3 separate regions of the Mus musculus genome follow, and all the other regions are linked to region 3. A link is a contact called in public ChIA-PET and Hi-C data. All regions are on one chromosome and are shown on one strand. The core of a region is the stretch at or near the end of the contact, and the rest is flanking DNA. Distances in the headings are between cores, read along the strand shown.

The links. ChIA-PET counts read pairs in DNA pulled down with a chosen protein or histone mark. A called contact is a pair of places that touch in the nucleus more often than the background predicts.
Region 1: a contact with region 3 is called in an SMC1A ChIA-PET map of the G1E-ER4 cell line, with 10 read pairs. The contact joins two enhancer-like sites. A contact is called at or near these places in 1 of 15 datasets of contacts at CTCF or cohesin (the G1E-ER4 cell line), 14 of 484 Hi-C or Micro-C datasets (B cells, CD4 T cells, the G1E-ER4 cell line and 8 more), 5 of 115 datasets of contacts at active chromatin or transcription factors (bone marrow-derived macrophages, double positive thymocytes, embryonic basal ganglia and 2 more) and 4 of 9 other capture datasets (adipose tissue, embryonic stem cells, liver and 1 more).
Region 2: a contact with region 3 is called in a Hi-C map of the G1E-ER4 cell line, with 2.2 times the contacts expected there. The contact joins two enhancer-like sites. A contact is called at or near these places in 7 of 484 Hi-C or Micro-C datasets (the CH12 cell line, the G1E-ER4 cell line, cerebral cortex and 1 more), 3 of 115 datasets of contacts at active chromatin or transcription factors (the SCID.adh cell line, bone marrow-derived macrophages and double positive thymocytes) and 1 of 9 other capture datasets (embryonic stem cells).

What each region holds. Positions count from the first base shown.
Region 1 is chr6:8,272,270-8,276,417 of GRCm38.p6, forward strand. The region is part of intron 2 of Umad1 (UMAP1-MVP12 associated (UMA) domain containing 1); the gene reads left to right. Among named protein-coding and RNA genes, the nearest start is that of Umad1, 15 kb to the left of the region's middle. Within about 2 kb of position 2,277, at least 69 of the 459 cell types and tissues checked have an H3K27ac peak or open chromatin away from gene starts, as enhancers often do. A contact at or near this core is called in the G1E-ER4 cell line and pancreatic islet, where this site is marked.
Region 2 is chr6:8,347,631-8,351,845 of GRCm38.p6, forward strand. All of the region lies in intron 2 of Umad1 (UMAP1-MVP12 associated (UMA) domain containing 1), which reads left to right. Among named protein-coding and RNA genes, the nearest start is that of Gm46952, 4.2 kb to the left of the region's middle. Within about 2 kb of position 1,626, at least 20 of the 459 cell types and tissues checked have an H3K27ac peak or open chromatin away from gene starts, as enhancers often do. A contact at or near this core is called in the G1E-ER4 cell line, where this site is marked.
Region 3 is chr6:8,486,044-8,489,814 of GRCm38.p6, forward strand. No RefSeq gene overlaps it. Among named protein-coding and RNA genes, the nearest start is that of Gm26075, 13 kb to the right of the region's middle. Within about 2 kb of position 1,663, at least 25 of the 459 cell types and tissues checked have an H3K27ac peak or open chromatin away from gene starts, as enhancers often do. A contact at or near this core is called in the G1E-ER4 cell line and pancreatic islet, where this site is marked.

The DNA of each region.
Region 1 (4,148 bases), core at 1,027-3,526, 210 kb before region 3:
GTTTAGTTGATATAGAAGAAGAAGCATATGAAGTTGTGACGCACTGTTGACAATATGGCGACTGTAAATAATAATAAAATCCCACACATGTCAGCGAGCTGGAAGAAAGGGTTTCAGTGTTTTCACTGTGTCCTCAGTTTTAACCTAAGCCGTTAGTGATGGTGCAAGGGTCCAGGATTCAATGAAGAATGATATCCCAGACTCAAATAGTATATAAAGGCAAAGAGTAATTTATCCTGCAGAAATCTACCATGCTGGGGTCTCTCAATCCAAGATGGAGACCACAAAGTGAGGGATTTAAAGCACATTAGGGAAATTCTGGAGTAGGTGACCTTTATCTTGCTCCATCTCTAGGGACATTCCAGAACTGAGTGGGGGCTGGAAACTGCTGCTGGGGAAGTCTGGAAACTGCTGCTGACCCACTGTCCTTGCCTCAGGTCAGGTGGTGGGCAGCTTCTGGTAGCTGGGCAGTTTCTGACTAGCTGCCTGAAGCCTGGGTTCTTTTTTTCTAGTAACTGACTTGCCTGGGCTTTCCTGGACTTGCCACGTTCTTAGGCATAGTCTCCTTGACTGCCAATTTGAAGCCTGTTGTGGAACCAGCCCAGCCTTCTCAATAGTTTAAGGCAAAAAGAAAAAGCCATACATAGCAGCCTTATTTATAATAGCCAGAAGCTGGAAAGAACCCAGATGCCCCTCAACAGAGGAATGGATACAGAAAATGTGGTACATTTACACAACGGAGTACTACTTAGCTATTAAAAAAAATGGATTTATGAAATTCCTAGGCAAATGGTTGGACCTGGAGGGCATTGTCCTGAATGAGGTAACCCAATCACAAAAGAACTCACATGATATGTACTCACTGATAAGTGGATATTAGCCCAGAAACTTAGGATACCCAAGATATAAGATACAATTTGTGAAACACATGAAACTCAAGAGGAGTGAAGACCAAAATGTAGACACTTTGCCCCTTCTTAGAATTGGGAACAAAACACCCATGGAAGGAGTTACAAAGTTTGGAGCTGAGACAAAAGGATGGACCATCTAGAGACTGCCATATCCAGGGATCCATCCCATAATCAGCCTCCAAACGCTGACACCATTGCATACACTAGCAAGATTTTGCTAAAAGGACCCTGATATAGCTGTCTCTTGTGAGACTATGCCGGGGCCTAGCAAACACAGAAGTGGATGCTCACAGTCAGCTATTGGATGGATCACAGGGCCCCCAGTGGAGGAGCTAGAGAAAGTATCCAAGGAGCTAAAGGGATCTGCAACCCTATAGGTGGAACAACATTATGAACTAACCAGTACCCCGGAGCTCTTGACTCTAGCTGCATATATATCAAAAGATGGCCTGGAAAGAGAGGCCCATTGGACTTGCAATCTTTGTATGCCCCAGTACAGGGGAACGCCAGGGCCAAAAAGTGGAAGTGGGTGGGTAGGGGAGTGGGGGGGTATGGGGGACTTTTGGGATAGCATTGGAAATGTAAATGAGGAAAATACCTAATAAAAATATTTTAAAAAAAGAAAAAGCCAAAAAACAGAAACAACAACAACAACAAAAAAAACCCCTGAGAACATTAAATTGTGTACTTTACCTTTTAAACATGAATGTACTTTCTTTTAAATAAAGGAGAATTTGGCATTTTATCACTGTTTATTAAGTTTGGATCCTAATTTGGCTACCTCACTGTTTATTCTCCGATATTTTAAATAACTAAAATATTTTTAAATTATTATATAGAACTAACCTCCTGGAAGTTGAAGGCTCATAGTAGTATTGTTTTTGTAGTAAAATATCATTAGCATTCACAGACTTAATCGACTTAACTGATAAAAATTCTAACCATTACTAGGAATTATTGTATTACCATTAAAATTTATAAAGACAAACTTTAAAATTTTTTTTATTGTGGTAAACTACCTGTTTTGTCATGTCACTCTATAGCAGTCTCTTTATGTAATATTTACTTTAATCTCAGGGCATACCATATGAAAATACTTTGAAAAGATAAGTTCAGTGGTATATTTTTTCATAGTTTTATTGTTAACAGGGTACCATATTCACATATTTTGGAATATGTACTAGTTACTTTTCTGCTGTGAGAAAATACTACAGCCAAAAGCAACTTGTAAGAGAGAGTTTATTTGGGCTCATATTTCCAGAGGACTAGATGTCCATAACAGCAGGGAAGGAAGGTACGGTATCCTGAGGCCAGGTCAGGAGGCTGAGGGATCAGAGCAGGAAGCAAGGAGAGAGAACTGGAAGACGGCTGAAGCTGTGAAGCTGGCCCGGCAAGACTCCCTCCAGCAAAGCTCCAGGTCCATAACTTCCATAACTTCCCCAAGCAGTGCCACCTACTGGGGATCAGTGAACCTGCAGGTAAACTTTCACTAAAAACGGCCAATAGATATTCACCTAAGATTTTTAAATTAGTATCTGAACCAGAAACATTATAGGAGCAAAAAATGATTGGTTTTGTTTTCTTATCCTCTGGCTTCTCAGTGAGAAAGTCTATGACTGAGAAACAATCCCCTGCCAGTATGGACTGTTTAGAATTGGTTACAGTATCTCCTTAGAGCCTCTATGACCAGTTTCTAAAGAGGCCACAGTCAGTTACACTGTTAAATCTGAAAATGGTGCCCCTTTCCTTTCCTTTTCCACCTGAGAATACCTTCTCCTTTCGGCTAGTACTTCTATTTAATGGTCACTTGAAATTTCAGGTCCAGGACAGCCAAGGCACTTTACTTGATAACAGGAGTATTTAGAGTAGTCACGTACAACTAAATTAGTTCATGTTTATGGAAAGCTTTTTTCTTTACTAGGACTTCTGAAGCTTTTGCTCTCTTTAGATTGTAGAGCATGTAGACTAAGCATAAAGTGAGGGGTGGGGTTAGTAGAAAAACATGCTTTCCCTTGTGTACCCAGAATTCACAGCAGAAGGCTAGAGCTCATTCAGTAATGAAGTTGAAGTAATCCTCCAGGTACTCCATCTACACAAAAACAAATTGCAGTTTCCCTTTGCATCACTGGGTGGCGATTTTTCACAGTCTTGAGCTACTGTTTAAAAAGCTAGCAAGCAAGGCACTGTTTGTAATTACCAAGGCCTTCTTCTGTTATGACACATTTAATTGTGCTTTTAACACATTATCTTTAAGTTGATTACAAATTTACTAGTGTAATGTGCAACCTTGTAGTTATTTTAAATTAGGAAAGGGTTTTGCAGGGTTGGCAGATAATTCTATCCAATACCAAGACAAAGGCATGCATTAGCTTATTATGTTAAAGCAAAAATAGAATATAAAATGAAAAGAAGTAATGTAGATTATTGTTCTTGCTCCAGTAATATTGTTGACCAGATATTGAGTATAATTTTAGAGGAGTGAGAATGAAATTGGGCAAGTAAACTATCACAGAGACAAAAAGAATTGTATGACAGTACGGCTGAACCCATTTCGTTCTTCAGTATATGCAGGCACTTAAAGTAGGACACAATAACTCTAAGCTTCTTTTAAATTAAAACTAATTTAGTAATTCATAGTAGTTTGGATTTCATCTTTAAGTATTTGATATTGAAGTGCATATCTTAGTTTCCCCCTTTCTTGGAGCTTAAGTATGAAATTAGATTTTATCAGTCGTCTTAAAGACTCTTTCCTATTATATTCCTGATTCTGGGAATTAAAGCATGCACATATATTTCAGTAAGCCTATTTTATTTTTATTTAGGACTTTTAAAAGGTTTTTTTCCCATCTCTGTTTTTCTCTTTCTTTCTTTCTTTCTTTCTTCCTTTCTTTTTTTTTTAATGAAGGCTTAGCTGTGTACAATGAAAATGTACATTCCACAGAATGGGAAATAGTAAGTAACTTTCATTCTGTGTGGAGCCAAAGGCTTTAATTGTGACAGCAAAACTAAATAGGTTTTCATAATGTGCTTCCTGTTTTAACTCCTGTCCTTACAGAACAAATGCACAGATCTTTAAAAAGTATTCATGGATTTAAAAAGTAATTTGTTCTTGACCTTGTATAGTTATAACCAGAAAAACTCAAATATATTTAATTTATCATAGTGATCTCTATTTTTACTCTTGACCTTTAAGTTCCAAGGCAAATGTTAGAGGCTTTTTCATTTAACTTCATTAGG
Region 2 (4,215 bases), core at 376-2,875, 140 kb before region 3:
GTATTAGCTTTTTGCCTGTAAAATATGAAGTCATATTCCCAGTATTCCTTTCCCAGTTCCAAAAACACATCTTTTTTCAAATATACTTTAATTGACTAAAACCCTGAATTCTGTTCCCTGTTGTTCATATTCTGCCTCTGACCACTTTGTTCTTTATGTAGCTGTTTTCCTGCACTAGCCATAGTCTTCATCTGGCCTCGGGATCTTTCTCTCAAAATGTTCTTTAGTTCCTAGTATAATGTTCCGATCCTGAATACTAATGATATTTAGTTAAACCACACTATTGCTAATTTAGAAAAAGTTCCAATTTAGGTTAAATTTATGTTTCTGATATTTTCTTATTAAAGTACTTATGAAAATGATTTTAATAAGTACAATAATTTTTGTAACAATACTAAAGCCCTGAAACTGCTTTTTAATATTGCTTTAATACTAACATGCCCTTATTTCAGTTGCACCTTTAAACCTTTCTGGAGCTCCATTTCTATGTCAGGTGCTACCTTAGGCCTATAGTGAGGATTATAAGTTCATGTGACCTTAAGAAACTCACATTTTTGTTCTAAACATTAATTTGTAAAATACATGTGTTTAATAAATATGTATTGAACTCCAGTTCTATGGTAAGAATTAGATCAAGGCATAGGGATATAGGTATAGTGAGCCAGACAAAAAGGAAAAGGATAAAAAAAAGTCCCTGCCTCCATCTTTACATGGCTTTCCATGTCTCAAGGAGACAGATCACTAACCAGCAGTAAAAATGTAGAATCTGTGTAACTTACCGGAAGAGCAACCCAGACAGATAACAGGTTAGCTTTACTCTTAAAAGACAGGGCAGTAAAAGGGGGTTTCTAGCTAAAGGAAGACCTGGAATTCTTTCAAGCTTATTGGCTCAGCACATAAGTATCTGAACTGTTGAAAATAAACACCCTCCAGCAAACCACAGAAATGAGTATTCTTTTCATATTTAGTATCTTTGGGATTTTTTTCCTTGGACTACACTTACTAATTGTTAGTCAAGGAACTAACTGTCATGCATATGAAAATGCTGGAGTCTATGGTACTTTGGGGCATGCTTTTATGTTGGAGTCACATTAGAACCCAGACATAGTAGCCGTGACTGATGGGCTAGGACATGGGGTTGGATGGAAAAGCACTGCAAATAAGCAGCAAAAGCTACTTGCCCATTTTTCTCCCAGGATATATACACGTTAATCCAATCAATTAAAAATATATATTGACACAAGTTACTGTTTCTCCCAGGCATGCACAGTAGCATACTATTTGTTTCTTAAATCTGCAGTCCAGCAGTTTATATTAGGAAATAAAAATTTTATTGTTTGACATTGAAGTTTGTCTGATTAATAAGCTAATATTACCTCAAATTTCAAACTTTCTTATAAAAAAAAAAAAACCATGAGATTTCATGCACCTCAGAAATAGTATACCAGGTACAAGTCTAGAGGGCACTTGATGTTACCCTTGTAATAAAAGAATTCCAGAGCCTTCTAATGTCTATGTCTATAACTACTTCTTGTTGAATTATTATCCTGAATGTTGCATGTGCTGGCTTGATTGAACATGCAGCCTTCTTTAGGAAATCAATAGGTTCTCCAGTTTTTGGTTTTGGTTTTGTTTTCTCCTGATACTGTGACTGGCTAGCACTGGGACTAAACACAGTTCTTCACTTAAACACAAAGGTATTGTTGCTCTAAAAATTAGCCCCATATTTTATTCTCCAACAACTGTGCCTTTGGTCATTTGTATAAGATGTGGATGGTTCGTGCTAAGTCACAGTGCTCGTTTATCTGAGACTGTAAGATCCTGCCATGGTCCAGCTGCAGATCTAGATGTTGGTGACACTGGTGAGCTCAGCAGAAGCCCTCACCTTCTCCAGTGAGGTTTCCATCCTACTCATTCCTGTAGCCTCCAGCCTGGGGAAAGGCAGACCCTCAAAACAAGCCCAGTCTTTTGAAATTTTTCTACCCAGGAGATGCCATGAGGGTGTGGCCCCAAAGACAATTTCTACTATGTTTTGTGAATGTGAGCATTCCAAGAAATTAAGTTCTTAGCTTAAAATAGGCTTAAACATTATGCATTCCTAAGCTCGTTTACTTTGGTCTCAAGTGTGGAAATGCCTGAAAGCAGCATTTTTATACAGTTTGATGAACATCTTTCAAGGAATCCTCCATGGCTGGCATGGCTTCTGTAGCCCACTAAGCAGCTCCAGGCCACACTGGCCTCAGCAGCCAGCACCACTTCACAGCACTGAAGTTTATACTTCGGGCTAAATGCTTTTCCTTATGACTTTAATCCTCAAAGCAGCTTTTGAGGTAGACACTGCTGTTATGCATATTCTATAAGAAGGTGCTGAAAAGACCTAGCTCGCCCTGCGTTGCAGCAGTGTAAGAAGTGAGGCTGTGATGAGACCTGAGCATTCTGGCTCTGGCTCTACCCACCGCCTCTCACTCCTGTATACTTCTGGGCCTTTTCATGGCTTGACACTACATTCCATTAGATATATAAATACCAGCCTCTTCCCCTCACCACACCTTCTTTTTCATTATGAATTTCCCTCTTACTATAAAGCTGTTCTTAGAAATGTATTTTTATTTTTGGTTGCAATCTCAGAAGGTAAGAGACTTTGAACTCATTTTGATTGGGTCCTATATTCTGTTTACGTAGTTGTTTACTTATTTTCTGTTTCGTTTACCTAGTACTCTTATAATAAGTTTAGCAAATTTAAGTGAAAATTTATCATTGGCTACAAAACTACATTTTTCCGTACCTCAGGAAACAGTGGAATAGCCTTTCTGAAACAGTGAGAGCCTTTGTCTCTGTGAAGAAAATGGATACAACCTCCGCCCTGATCTTTTAGAAGAGATTTCCTAAATTCTCACCAGATGTATTAGAAGGGTACTCTGGGTTGAATCTCCCCAGTTCTCCTGTGTGTGGTTTGCTTTCTGCAATATCATCCCTGGACCACCACTTCTTCCCATGAGCTTATGCTCTCTTCTCCCCTCGTCTAGTCGGCTCTTCTCCATAATCAATAGTTTATAGTGTACAGACTTTGTATGCAACTTATTGACCTACTAGCAAGTTGGCTGCAACTAATGACATTCATTGTAGAATATCCCTTTTGTTCCATAAAGAATAAAGGAAGATGAAGAAAAGCAGATGAGGTACATGGAAATAAATTTGTATAAAGGAAGTTGCATGTCCATGATAACTTAGCATGTTCTTTATGGCCGCAAAATAAAATCAGAAGAGGGTGAGGAAATTGGCCTAATAGATATAGCTGGGACTAGAGAGACTGAAACTTGGTACCAATTATAGGGGTAGCGAATGAAGGTGATAGAGACTAGGAGGCAGGTTTGGGAGAGACTGCTAATGAACTGAAAAGAAAGCACAGTGCATGGTGATTCACTGCCATTGTGAACATGCACAGAAGCAGGGCTAGTTCTGCCGAGAGATAAGGAGGGACTGTGGAAAGCACTAAGGTTAACTGCCACGGAGACGTGGACCAAGTAAATAGTCAGCAGGCTGGAATGGATGGCCTTGTAACCCAAGAAAAGGTTTGTCTTTAGCAATTGCTTTTATAGTCAGAATTGTGTTGGTATATTCTGAGTTACAGTTTTGGCTAAGATCCCCTAGAGATGAGTAAGAAAGTCTAGCCCTAGAGAGAGTAACAGGAAAGTGGAGAAGAACCACAAAGAAGCCTGAAAAACACCCACAGAAAAATATGGCCAATACAAAGTATATATGTGTGTTCTGTGTGTAGCTTTGGCAGTTTTTAAAGATTTTCTGAGAATTACATAGCCAACTTCCTACAAACTATGACCAAACTATATGTATTCCTTAACTATCTGTTGCATTGTCTTATTCCCAAGTCTCAGTTACAACTGCCATCATTAGTGACCCATAGTTAACAAGAACCATCTTTGCCTAAGCATATACAGCCACCATTTCAGGAAAGAAACACTTTGTAAATGAGAGTCTGGAAAAGTTATTTGTTAGTAGGTGACATATGGAGGGCTGGGTGACAGCATGGTTAAAGGTACAATCACTCTAGCAGACAGGATGTTGTTTTCACAGGAAACCTGTTTATTAAATCAGGAGATTATTGTCTTGTATGAGAAAGGGATTGTCGCATGCAACAGTGTTCCTGCTGAAGTGAAAGGTCATACATGTGCTCACGTGTTAGATTTACATTTCACT
Region 3 (3,771 bases), core at 413-2,912:
CTGTGCCACCACAGGTTTTAGGATGTGTCAGTTGCTCTTTTCAGCTGCAGCTGTAAACAGAATTGTCTGTTGGATACATGCCTTCAACACCTTAGTGCCCGAGTTTCTACACGGTAATAGCTTCTTCACTGTTTTTCATGGCTAAGAAATTTGGAAAAGATAGACTGTAAGTCTTTCTCCTAGATTAGAAAGCCATCTATTTGATTGTTTTTATTTTCAAAGCCAACATCCAAATGTGATAACGCCTCTTGTCCTTTGCCTTAGAGTGGGGTCAATAGGAGCATGCTGTCCCAGGTCTCAGTTGGTAGACATGTTTCTTTATGCTTATGGCACAATGTGAAAGGAATCCTAGTCAGTCGCATGAAAGCATCGGGACTCTGTAGGCCTCTCCCTCTTTGTAGCACAGGTATTGTTTCCTGTGATGATTTCTTCACTGGCTCTTTATAATAAATAACAAAGACGCAGCTCGGGTGGTGGGAACTCGGGGCCCTGTGTACACTAGGTCCGGCACAGAAATTTGAGATAGGAAAGGCCTATTAAACCATCTCAGTGGTTCTCTGAGGGCACATGGTGGTTTTGCCCTCCCCAGAACGCCTGGCTACTTTTTAGTGCATTTTCCAATTGCAAATAGTACAAGAGAAAGGGATTCTGGCTCCCCAGGGGACAAGCGCTGCACAGTCAATAATAGACCCTCCATTACAGCGTGTGACCTGCTCTGCCACCTTAATCGTCTCCATGTTGAGTTTCATTTCCATCACTCCTTCTCTGTCCCCTCGGACCACACTAAATAACTTCCCTCCATCCACGCTGTTTATGCCCTTCAAGTACTCTTGGCCGTGGCCTACGAGCCAGTCCTGGATGGTTAGCCCCTGGTGGACATGCTGAGAGACTCTCTTCTTTCATCTGCCTCTGGAAGGCAGTCCCTTCGGCCTTATAAATCGTGCTCGTTGCTTTTCAGTGAATGCCCACCAGTTTCTCAATATTTGGTCTCATTTCTTTTTCACTCCAACCGCTCGTGAAAATCCCTTTGCTGTTTCTGTTGACAGAAGTAGTAGAATCCCAGCTTTCTGAAAGCAGGCCAGAGCTTTTGAGCCCCGGAGAGTATCATAGCTCAGGGCCTTTGAGTCCCTTACTTGCTGAGCTAATGGGAGTTTGGTGTGTGCTTAGAGACAGGAGCGCTTGATGCGTGTCTCGTCAGGCCAGCCCTTGTTTTGGTGGCACATTGATAACTCTCGTTAGTTGTTTAAATCATAGTTCGCTGCCCACATAAATGTCTGGTTGAAAAAAAAAAAAAGCCTCCCTGGACGCCCTCAGAAAACTGCCAACATCTTTTCTCTTATTAATCCTGTTTACGGAGGCTCGATTGGCAGGCATCAGCTTTATCTGGTACCTCCTCCGCTAACGGGGAGCAGTTCCTTCCCAGTGAGGCAGAACAAGCCCTTTACCTTGAAAGAGCAGGAGTGGTACAAGCACACGCAGGAGGCAAGCAGAGTTGTTTGGGAACACCAGTGTGTTAATGGTATGCAGCCTGTTTCCTCTGCAGCCCTCTCTTCCACATCTAAAGCGCTGGACTTAATGCGGCCTGCTTTAATATGCTCAGTGTTGATGTTTGAACAATAACGATAACACCAGCGTGGGCTTACAAACTGTTTCCTAACTGCGTCATCCTATTTAACAGTTGATACCAGGATGGAAGCGGGGATTATCTTTACTTACCAGGGAGGCTTAGAGAGGTTTTGTTATCAGTTTCACAAATAGCCAATAAATTCCCCTTGAGTCCTTTTGGTTCCCCTACTGAGATGTTTTCTGAGCAATTTGTGAAGAGCAACAACTAACTGCATATTGGTTGCTAATGTCCCTGAAATGCAGAGGTTGGTGTGTTTTTCTGGGCTCTTCACTGGGAAAAAAAAAAATGGAGCAATCTAGATATAAGCCAAGTTTAATATGGGCTCTGGTATTTATCAATAGAATTATTTTAGCTGTTATTTGATGACAGGAAGAGTATACTAAATTTATAAGGCATAACCCTTTATCTCTTTCTAAACAATAATGTCATATTATTGGCCAGGACTGAAAGTGAGCATATCTCTTTAAATACCAGTTGAGACCCTAAGGCTGTCTGCCTTCTCTGCAAACCTAGTGAGATTATATACACCTAAGATAAGAAAGCACGGAGGTGTATTTCAACAATTCCTGAAAACATGATTTAAGGAAACAAACTATCTACTTTTATGTTTGAATAATATACCAAGCAGAAATGTAATTTAACACCCATATGTGGTAAGAGAAGCACAATATTCTAGAGTCATGCTGCTAGCCAGACAAAGAAGGACATTTCAGTTATATTCACCCAGTGCTTATCAGTATTTTAAACTTGGAACAAACGCACTTACACCAGAGAACAGGGCCTTACCAAATCGGGCTTCTGTTTTAAGGTGGAAGCCTAAGCAACACTCAAGTAACAGACTCTTCGACTCCAGCATTTAGAACAAAAGTGTGGCCTGGCTGGAGCAGGCAGCTTGCATAGGTCCCCATCTCTCGTCAACACAGACACAAGGGAAGGTCGTCCTGCATCAGCTTGTGGACTCCTGTGGTCTCACACTTTGTGGTTGGGCTCTGGTCTCACTGGATGGTACCTGTAACTTCTTAGGAAGAGACAGTGAAGCAACCGCATCCTTAAAGACCGCAGCTGTGGTTTATAATACTCATTATTTAATTGTTTAAAAAGGAAAACCCTATTGCTCTTTTCTTGTAATTATATAATAATATATGATAAAGTACATGTTTATTGTGACTAAATTTAGAAAGATAATAGCAAACTCCAGTAATTTTCTTGCAGAAGTAATAGATATGATAAACTTTCTAAGCTTCACCAATGCATCGAAATATTTTATACATATGTAACATATACAAATATATGCACATATATGTTCACCATTTGAAAAACAATATATTATTGAGTCTGGGGATATAACACGGTGGTAGAGTACTTGCCTAGTGTGTAAGAGGTTCTGAGTGCATTTCCCACTCCTTCAAATAAATAAAGAAAAATTAAAAATATAAACCAGTGTACTTCTGCTATTTCACACTACTAAGAGTCTGCTTTGTTCCCTTAAGATTGTTAACTCATTCAATGAAGAACTTATGTTGTAGGGGTGCTAACTAAACATTTTGCAAAATTCATCTCCCTTATATGAGTCTTAAAGTTTCTAGTTCTTTGAAAGGTGTAAGATACCTCTTTACAACCAAAACTCGGATACATTTGGAATATTCTGAACATTTTTGGGAAAAAAAAAAAGGATCTCATTCCGGTTTCCAGCATAGGGACAATCTCTAGTCCAGTATGAAGGGACCGAGACTCTCTAGAGCTTGGTGAGTGAATCAATGAGGCAGACTGAAAGGCGAAGCAAGATACTTCAGCTCATTGTGTCTCCCAACATCCCCTGACAGAGCTTGCCACCCGTGTCCCCAGCAGGAGATCTTCTTGGAAGAATTCCTTAGTGTCTTTTTAGTTAGCCCTCCAGTGTTAAGACATCTAGAAGGCCCCAGGGACTCTAAACAGAGGTTTGGGGTTTAGACTGCATTGGGAAAGCTCACGGAGCACTTTCTTTATTTGAACGGATGCTTCATCAAATCGAAGGCACTGTTACAGATTGTCCCATCATTTAAAGTGGAGTGAAGAAAACCATGCTGTAAATTGAACATATTGTTCATTTTAGACTTTATCCATTTTTTTCAGAGATACTAAAATATGAACCAGGATCTTATAGT